2 separate regions of the Mus musculus genome follow, and region 2 is linked to region 1. The links are chromatin contacts, called in public promoter capture Hi-C maps. All regions are on one chromosome and are shown on one strand. The core of a region is the stretch at or near the end of the contact, and the rest is flanking DNA. Distances in the headings are between cores, read along the strand shown.

The links. Capture Hi-C pulls out chosen DNA fragments and counts their contacts.
Region 2: a contact with region 1 is called in a promoter capture Hi-C map of adipose tissue. The contact joins the promoter of Steap3 here to the promoter of Tmem37 in region 1. A contact is called at or near these places in 1 of 39 promoter capture datasets (liver), 2 of 484 Hi-C or Micro-C datasets (liver and nephron progenitors) and 2 of 9 other capture datasets (adipose tissue and liver).

Annotation. Positions count from the first base shown.
Region 1 is chr1:120,071,209-120,075,667 of GRCm38.p6, reverse strand. Tmem37 (transmembrane protein 37) reads left to right here and starts at 1,888. Exons shown (of 2, transcript NM_019432.2): 1 at 1,888-1,956. The coding sequence starts at 1,936.
Region 2 is chr1:120,256,406-120,260,864 of GRCm38.p6, reverse strand. It overlaps Steap3 (STEAP family member 3), which reads left to right and starts at 1,987. Exons shown (of 5, transcript NM_001379355.1): 1 at 1,987-2,104. The coding sequence starts at 2,083.

The DNA.
Region 1 (4,459 bases), core at 639-3,138:
TGCTTCTTAGACCGCCTTGTCAGCAAGAAGGTCTTTAGCTGTTGTATAAACAGCTAAAAGGCACCCTACCCACAGACATGTACACTCTCAGAAGGCACGAGATGGGAGCAGATTATGAAACTGGACAACTATTTTTTTTCCCTCTTTTTGAGACAAGGTCTCATGTGGCCCAGACTAGCCTTAAACTTATCATGTAGTCAAAAATGACTAAACTTCTGATCCTCCCAACTCCACCTCCCAAGTGCTGTGATCTCAGGTGTTTATAACATCACACCTCACTTATGTAGTCCTGGGGATGGAATGCAGGCACGGGCCATGCTCAGATCTGGTGAAAAAGAGCAACCCAGGTTCCTCCAGAGAGTATTCTAGAACTGCTTCAAAGGACAGCCAGGCCCCCAGGCTGGGGGAGAGCTAGGTGCTCCTTGCACTGGAGAAATGAACACCTGGCTTCTAGAATCCTGGACTGGGGAGAAAGCAGGTAGTGCCATGGAGAGGAGGCCGGTGGATGGAGAAAAGCCAAGTGGCTGGATGGACCTGGCCGACTGCCCTTAGTCTTAGCTCAGGCTCTAACCCAGAGCTAGCAGTACCTAACGCCACTCACGGCAGGTCTCAGCCTGGTCCCACTGGTCAGAAGTTCCAGGGAGGGGCCCAGCAATGTGTGTTTGCAGCAGCCAGCATCTCAGCTAGCCTTCACTCAGAGTGGGAAAGCAAGAGGAGGCAGGGACATGTGTCCACACCCTATCTGTCTGCCCCAGGACTGGCTCTGGGGCTGAGCAAAGCTTTCTGTGGAATCAGATGAACTGGGAAGCAGAGAATGCATGTGAGGCCGCATCTTCCTGGTTTCCCTCATGGCTCCTTCCAGAGGATATAAGTGTATTCTTTTCAATGTCCATAGGTAAACAAGAGAGCAATCTGCTGGCCAGAACAAGATAGATGATTTATTCCATCTAATCTAGTCCTTAGTCAGCATCTTACTTTATTTTATTTTATGTAGGACCCCACCCACCTTCTTCCCCAGGCTGGAGGAAGGAAGTAGGAAATGCTAGCTGAAACCCTCGCCCTCAGACCACACCTTCCACCCTTTGGGGGTGGGAGTATTTTAGCATACCCATCTATACCCCCTCCCACTCTCCTTTACTTATGCGGCTGGGAAAAGAATCTAGGGCCTCCTGCTTGCTGCACTAAGCTCTTAGTCACCCCTCCACGCCTCCTCCCTCCTGTCCTTTCTCTTCCTCCCCCTCCTCTTCCTTCCCAACCCTCTCCTCCATTCTCTCCGTGATTACAGAGTCTGACCCTGTATCCCAGGCTGCTCAAATAACCCAGACTGGCCTTTAACTCAAGGCAATCCCTCTGCATCAGCCCTTCAAATGCTGGATTTACAGGAATCTGCCACCACATTTGACCTAGTGTTTGCTGATAGTTCCCGAGGGGACTAGGAGTCAAGGACGCCGTCACATCCTCCTTAACGAGTAAACTAAGACAAGTGAAGGTTCTGGTCCACTCACATGTCACAAAAGCTTTGTAACAGGCCAGCCAATCACATAGTATCTCACTTATTAACCAAGGCTCTGCGGTGTTAAACTAGCGGTCCAAGGTCACACACCCGGTGTAGAAACCAGAATCCTGGCGGGATCCTCCACTTTGCACCTAGGTGCTCCTTCCCGACTCTTGGCCCTTCAATCTTGGACTGGAACCAAATCTCCCAGTCCTCGAGGAATCTGCATCCAGGGGAAGATCGCGAGCCGGGTCACCGCTCACCCCTTCTCTGGGACCCAGGGCGCTGCTGAGTCAGCGTAACCCGAGCAGCCCAGTGACCGCGAAGCCCCCGCCCCCGGCTTGCGCCCCGCCCAGATAGAGGGCCAGCCCCGTGGCCGAGCACAAGTGCACGAGTGCGACAGCTAGGCCAGGCGACAGCGCTGCCTACCAGAGCGCAGCATGACGGCCATCGGCGCGCAGGTAACCTGAGGGACCCGCGGGGCGCAGAGCCGGGGTACAGTCTATCATGGGGGAGGACTGGGAACTCTCAGTGACTGAAACTTTGGGTTAGGGTGACAACTCCCCAAGGTGCCCAGGTCTTTCTGGGACACCCTTCCCCCGGAAGGTTCCTCTGAGAGGTCGGGGGGGGGGGGTACCTGCTACCCCAATGCAGCTCGCTCTGCACGGTCTTCTCGGCCTCTGATGAGCACCAGAGACCACCAAACTTTTTTGCAGGGTCACCAGTTAGGCTTTTCTCGGGGGTCGTTGAGAATCTTTAAAAACTGGGGGTCTAGAGTTGCGGACTGTCAGGGTAGACTTAGAAAATGCCAGGCTTGGTTTATGTAACGGACGAGGACGTTGCTCGCGAAGCCAGAACTTTCTGAGAGGGCGACTGCAAATATCATCTTCCTCCGAAGCGCGTTTGAGGAGTTAGGTGGAACTGAGGTGGGACTGGATTCGCTGGGGACCTGACACTCGAGGTAAACGGTTCCCAGGACAGGAGCGGCCGCTTCCCCTAAGATCTGGCTTCTTTTGGAGCAATGCTGAGTGTTTGTGTTGGCTGAGAATCTCTGCATTCCTGCCCGCTTCAAAAGGCGGTCGGAAGTGTCCACTACCCCGCGGGCCAGCTTCCTGCTCACCCAGGCATCCCGGTGGCTGGCTGTGCTCCAGGCTGTCCACTGTCCGGTCTTGCCCTGAGAAGTACAGAGGTCAGTTGACTCTGCCTCCAGGTGCTCAGGCCCTGATAATTTTAGGTACTGTTCCGCCCATTAATCATTATTTTTATCATTATCAGCACTGCTTGAGATAGACAGGATCTGTTCTTTGTTGCTCAGGATGCTCTTAGACTCCTGGGCTCAATTCACCCTGCTTCCTTAGCCTTCCAGTAGCTGGCATTATAAGAATAGGCCACCTCTACAGCTCTACCCATTCTACAGAGAGATAACTGAGGCTCGAAAGTAACCTGGCCACAGTGGGTAGCCAAGTGACAGGATGTACACAAATTCAGGTCTTCCCAACTCCGAACCTCACTCACACTTTTGGTAACAAGAAGAAAAGAAAAACCTTGCAAGGCCACCCTCAAACTCTTTTATCCAGAACTCAGTTGCTAGGGTGTGGTAGGGACTCTGATTCGGTGACTTGTTTTTCTTTGTTCCTGGGTATATTCCAGACCATCTCCAGGGAAGGGAAGGCACAGGAGGAATGGAGGAATGAGCCAAGGTGTGGGGGCACCCCTAAAGGAGATACTCAGAAACCAGTGTGGGTGTGGGAGGAGCTAAACTAACCCGCCATAGGTAGGAGCCCCTTTAGGGGAAGAGGGAGGAGGGAGGGGAGGAGGGAGAGGGGAGGAGGAGGGAGAGAGGGTGAGGAAGAGGCAGTAAGAGGTAAAGGGGTGGGAGAAGGAGAGAGGGGGAAGAGAAAGCAAGGGAGAGGCAGCAAGAGGAGAGGGAGGAGGGAGCAGAAGAGGAGGAAGGAGGACAGGAGGCATATTTGCCCCAGACTCAGCTGCCTGTGCAAGTGAGGAAGATGAGCTACACCCATCTGTCAGCGCAGGGTGGGAGAGCACTCGTCCCTATTCTGAGGGGAACTTGAACAATGACTTCATCCCATAACAGTACCTAAGGTCCCTAAGGTGTTAGGTACCATTATCACCCTTCAGTGGAGATGAGGAGACCGGGTAATAAATGACAGGCAAAACCCAAGACCTGTTAGTGCAGGCCTCCCCTTTCTAGCTCCTTGAGAGACTGGGGCAGGAAGATCGCAGGTTCAAGGCCTACCTGGGCTAGAGCGAGTGTTCATCAGACTGTCTCAGAAGAAAACATTTAAGAAGTGTGTGTGGCTAGGGTGGAGCACTTGCCTAGCACGCAAGGGTCTATGCACTTAGCGAGAATGGGCACCAGGCCTCGAGCATGCAAGCAGTGGTTGAGCTGAAAGAAACAGTTAGGCACAGGCTGACGAAGAAAATTTCCTGTGTTAGGGGTAGTCAGCTCTGGGATGGCGGCCTGACACAGGCTTGGCAGAGAGCTCATTAAAGAGCAGTGGATACAGGAATGTGAAAAATGATTATACATCGTTGGGGTGTTATTGGTCTTGGGAAGCAGAGGCCCATCCGACATGGCATTGGGGTTAGCCTCATAAGCCTGGCAGAGTCAAAGCAACAGGTCAGTGGGAACCATCAGGGTCACACAGGTTCAAAGGGGATGAGAAGTGTTAGCATTGGGAGTCAAGGCCCTGTTTGAAGGGACTGTCTTAAGGCACAGAGAGATGAGGCTGTTGGGCAGGACTGGCTGCCCGCTTGCCCTTTTCTGCCCCCCCCTCTCAGCACCTGCCACTCAGCTGTGCCACCCTGCCTCCAGGAGAGCATTCCAGAGTCAATGGACGCTCGGTAGATATGACAGTGGTATGGGGTGAGGCACACAGGTTCAAGATGAAGATTGCTGGTGAGATGGACCACTCTGAAGAATTGAGAGCCAGCTGTGGGCCA
Region 2 (4,459 bases), core at 738-3,237, 190 kb before region 1:
GGTCAGAGCTAGAAGGGGAGGAAGCAACTGGAGCCCAGACATCAAGAGTTTTGATTGGGCTGGGGGTGGTATTCTGGAAAGCCTTACTCCTAGAGATCCAGGCTCTGTGGCTAGAGATGGACACCTTAATGCACCTCTGTTTTCCCCGAGCAAAGCCCCAATGGGAGCAGGTAGAACCCTAAGGAACTACAGAGAGAGTATGTTAGCTCCTTTCCACTTCACCCAGCAGGTGTCTTTTCCTGGGGAAGTGTCCCTTCCTCTCAGAACTGCTACTCTAAGGGGACCTGGAGATCACCCAGCAACCTTGTCTGGGACACAGTAGGCTAAAGGGCTCCTGTACTGAGTCAGGAATTCTGTCCCAAATCCTGCTGCTCAGAGCTTTGGGTGACTCTGGGGCTCACTGGTGATGGAGAGTCCTCCTTGAACCCCACTGCCTCCGCAGGCATCTTCCAGCATCAAGGGAGCACAGCTCAGAATGAGGGACTAGGGGTGATGCACAGGTTTCTATCCTCAGCTGATACTGTCCAGGGATCACATGGTACCCCAGCAACAGAGAGCAGATTCAGACAACAGGCAAACACTGAGTAACCTGTGTCTTTAAGGGCTTCCATAGTCACTGTTTTACTTAATGGTCAAAATAGGGAACACTGGGGATGTAGGCAAAGTCCAAAGTCTTGCTTATTATGTATGAAGTCCTGGGCTCCAACCAAAGACCCACATAAACTGGACATAGTAGAGTATCCCTGTAATCCCAAGTACTGGGGAGGCAGGGGCTGAAGGATCAAGGGTTCAAGGTCTTTCTTTAAGACCAACCTGGTCTAAGTGAGACCCTCAGAGTAGGAAAGAAGCCTTCCCAAGGTCACACTGTTAGCATGCGGTTAAACTCAAGTTCATATTTAGGGCAACCAACTGCTAACCTAGCCTTACTTGTTGATTCAGAGTGGGTAAATGTTGTCCAGGACTACAGGAGCTGATAGATGCCGACAACAGGGAATTGTATTTCCAAGGAAGTGGGATTTGGGTGGGTCAGGAGTATATTCAAACTCAGATGGAAAGAGCAGGCCAAGAGCAAGAGAGTCACAGGTCAGGGCATGAAGAAAGAGAAAACAAAACCAGTCTCTGTATTGGCCTGCACTGGACTCCATGTGATTCCAGAATCTAGCCCTACCCCCAAGAGGCTTTACTGTTAGGGACAGACATAAGAGGACTGCCAGTCAGAGCAATATGGACCTGCTCTAGTTGCTGGTCCTTATAAAGCCACAGACTGGGACGTGTGTGCTTAGCAACAGACTTCACTGGGCTGCAAGTTTGCTAGTTCTGACACGCTGAAGACAGTCAGATATGCCCATACACAAGCCCAGACAGCACCGTTCCTGAACTCTGGGCTGCCCTCAAAGCCTTGGAACCCAGCAGTCAGCAGCCAGCAGCGAGTGGGCGTGTGCCCTTATCTACCATTTCCAGTGAAATGATAATAGAGCGGTCTGTCCATCATCTTCTGCTATAGGCACTGTCTGGCATGTGGTGACAAAGAAGATCCCCCTATCAGCACAAACTGCTGAGAGAATTCTCGAGAAGCCTGTAACAGCCATGGTGATTGCAATGAATTACCCTCCTAGAAATTGATCATTCGCTACTTTCTGTTACCATAATGCTGGCTTTGTACCTCCAAGGGTCTCAGTGTCTCTGCCCAACCTCTCCATGACATTTATTCATTTTATGCATCCTGGCTTCAGCTTGCCATCCTGCCTCAATTCCTGTACCAAAGACTCTGCAGTCTGAGCCACTAATTACTTCAGTGAGGTTTCCTCCCCAAACAGGAAGTCTCCCGCAGAATTGCTCTCTCAGGGCACTCTCTAACCGAACATCAGCCACCTCTCCAGGGGCCAGTCCCTGTGGCCAGCTGTAGGTGGGCAAACTGAGAGGGGAGGTGTCCCAGTTACCCACGCCCTAGAAGGGCCCGTGGCCGTCCCAATTCTGAAAAACCCCAGTCAGACTGCCGAAGGTGGAGACTTTAGTCAGAAGAGGCGACTTGCAGCGGGGTTGTCTGGGCATTCTAAAACTTCAGACCTCCCCTGAGGCCAGATGGCGCAGTCACCTGTTGCTGGTAAGTCTGTTGGGGCTCCAGGGCAGCTACCAGATTCACTTACTAGTACGCCATCCTCTGGTCCACTTGAGAGTGCTGTTCTTTGAAGGTCTGCAGATTTTACCAGAGCCCAGAGAGAGCAGTGTTTCCCTGAGAGTTGCACAGCCTCAGCCTGGCAGCAAGGAGCACAGTAGAATAAGATCTTGTCAAAATAAAGCAGGAGATTGATTGTCTGCTGTGTGTATTTCAGGGCCACCTTCTCAGGGAGGGCGTTCAGGCAGTAAACACAAGAGCCTCTTCAGAGTGCAGGGCTCTGGTTTGCACACACAGAGAAAGCAGCGGCTTCGTGGGTTTTAGTGTGTGTTGCTTTAAAAAAAAATTAATGTTCATGATGTATTTCTGAGGAATGTGGGCCCGTCGGGAATTATAAATTTTACACAGAACTGCCGGCTGCGAGTAATCGAACTGGATTTTTCTAGAAGGATTTGAAAAGCTAGATGTTTGTAAAAGCTCTATCAATTATTCATTTGCTTTTATTCTGCAAAGTGATGTGGAGAGAAAATGCTGTTTTCTAACAGATCAAACTTGTGTGCATGAGTGTGTGTGTCTGTGTGTGTGTATGTGTGAGTGTGTCTGTGTGTGTGTGTGTCTGTGTGTGTGAGAGTGTGTGTGTGTGAGTGTGTGTGTGTGTGTCTGTGAGTGTGTGTGTGTCTCTGTGTGTGTGTGTGAGTGTGTGTGTGAGTGTGTGTGTGTGTGAGTGTGTCTGTGGGTGTGTGTGTGAGAGAGAGTGAGTGTGTGTGTGTGTGTGTGTGTGTGTGTGTGTGTGTGTGTGAGTGAGTGTGTGTGGGGGGAGGCCTGGCTTATGTGCATGGACTTTGTTTCCTCTTCGGCAGGCACAAAACTGCCATCCTTTTAAAAAAAAATAATGATTTTTATGATGTCTAAATAACAATCCCAGGTAGTATTGCAAGAAACGTAACAGCAAAATGTTTGTAAGAGTCCATCTGATAGGGGAGATGCCCACAGAGAAAACAGAAGTGTGCCACTTAGGACATGTTTGATGTCATTAGCTTTTATTTTGTTTGGGGCAGAGCCTGCTGTAGCCCAAGCTGGTCTCAACCTCATCATGTAACTAAGGACAATTTGGAACTTCTCATTCTCCTGCCTCTACCGCCCAAATATGGAAATGACAAATACACACTACCACGATGTTTGTATGGTTCTAGGGATATAACTCAGGGCTTCCTGTATACTCCATAAGCTCTCTACCAATCAGCCTCCATCTCCAGATCTGCCACTACATTTTACATGCTAATTTCAGACTGGTAGCCTCTTTTCTCTCACCTCACCTTGGGAGGTAGACACGGGTTGGGCAAGGAAAGAGACTGTGGTCTCTGAGCCTAGGAAGGAACAAAGGCCTGGGTCTAAGTGAACGCCTACTTAAGACCCAGGATGGAGGACAGCCACACTCTAAAGGAACAGCAAGAAGAGGGACTGGGAAATTGTTCCCAACAGCTCAGAGAGAAGATAAAGGACACAGGAAGGAAACAGACTTAAATCTAGAACCTGGTGCTGGCCAGGTGACATCTGTAGCACCCACATACAGAGCCTCTGCCCTTGCCACCCAAGATGTCAGTTGGATGCTGAGACTAGATTAAGGCAGAGCCAGCTCTGGGACCGAGAGGTGCTCCCTTTGCCTGTCTGGGCCTTAGTTTATGATGCATAAAGTAGAAGCATCCTCTGTAGGTCATATCCCAACACACATCCAAAGTCATGTATTGCTGCACAGTGAGATCTGCCCTTGTCTTCTAATCTCTTCTCATTCGACCCTGAGGATTTGGGTTGTTCAGGGACCAGACACTTACAGAGAGACATGCTGGCTGCCTCCCTCAGTAGCCTTATGCCCCCAAGGAAACCTTGGATTACTACTTAGGGAAGTCATGTGTCAGAAAGAGGGAGAAGGCGTTGTCCCTGGGAATCTCTTCTTTTTGCACAGCAAGGGTGTAATTTTCATTCAGGCTGTGTGGGCAATCCCCTGTTTAATGATGGCTTGACACAGGATCTTTCAACTTTAGGGGAGGTACAACACCAACATTGTTCAGTGGAAACCGTTCTTCAAATTGTGAATTTGGATGTTTCCCAGGAATTTTAAACTCACAGCATCATCAATTTACAGTGGATTTGCTGGCTGCCACGCCACCATAAATCAAGGTCCATATAACGAGCAGGACTTGTGTGTGTGTCACTTGTGTGTCTGTATGTTCACACATGTGAACTCACATATAGACACGTTCATGTGAAGGCCAGAGGTCTTTCTCGATCACTCTCTGACATATATATTGAGGCAGAGACTGTCACTAGAAACAACTGCTCCCA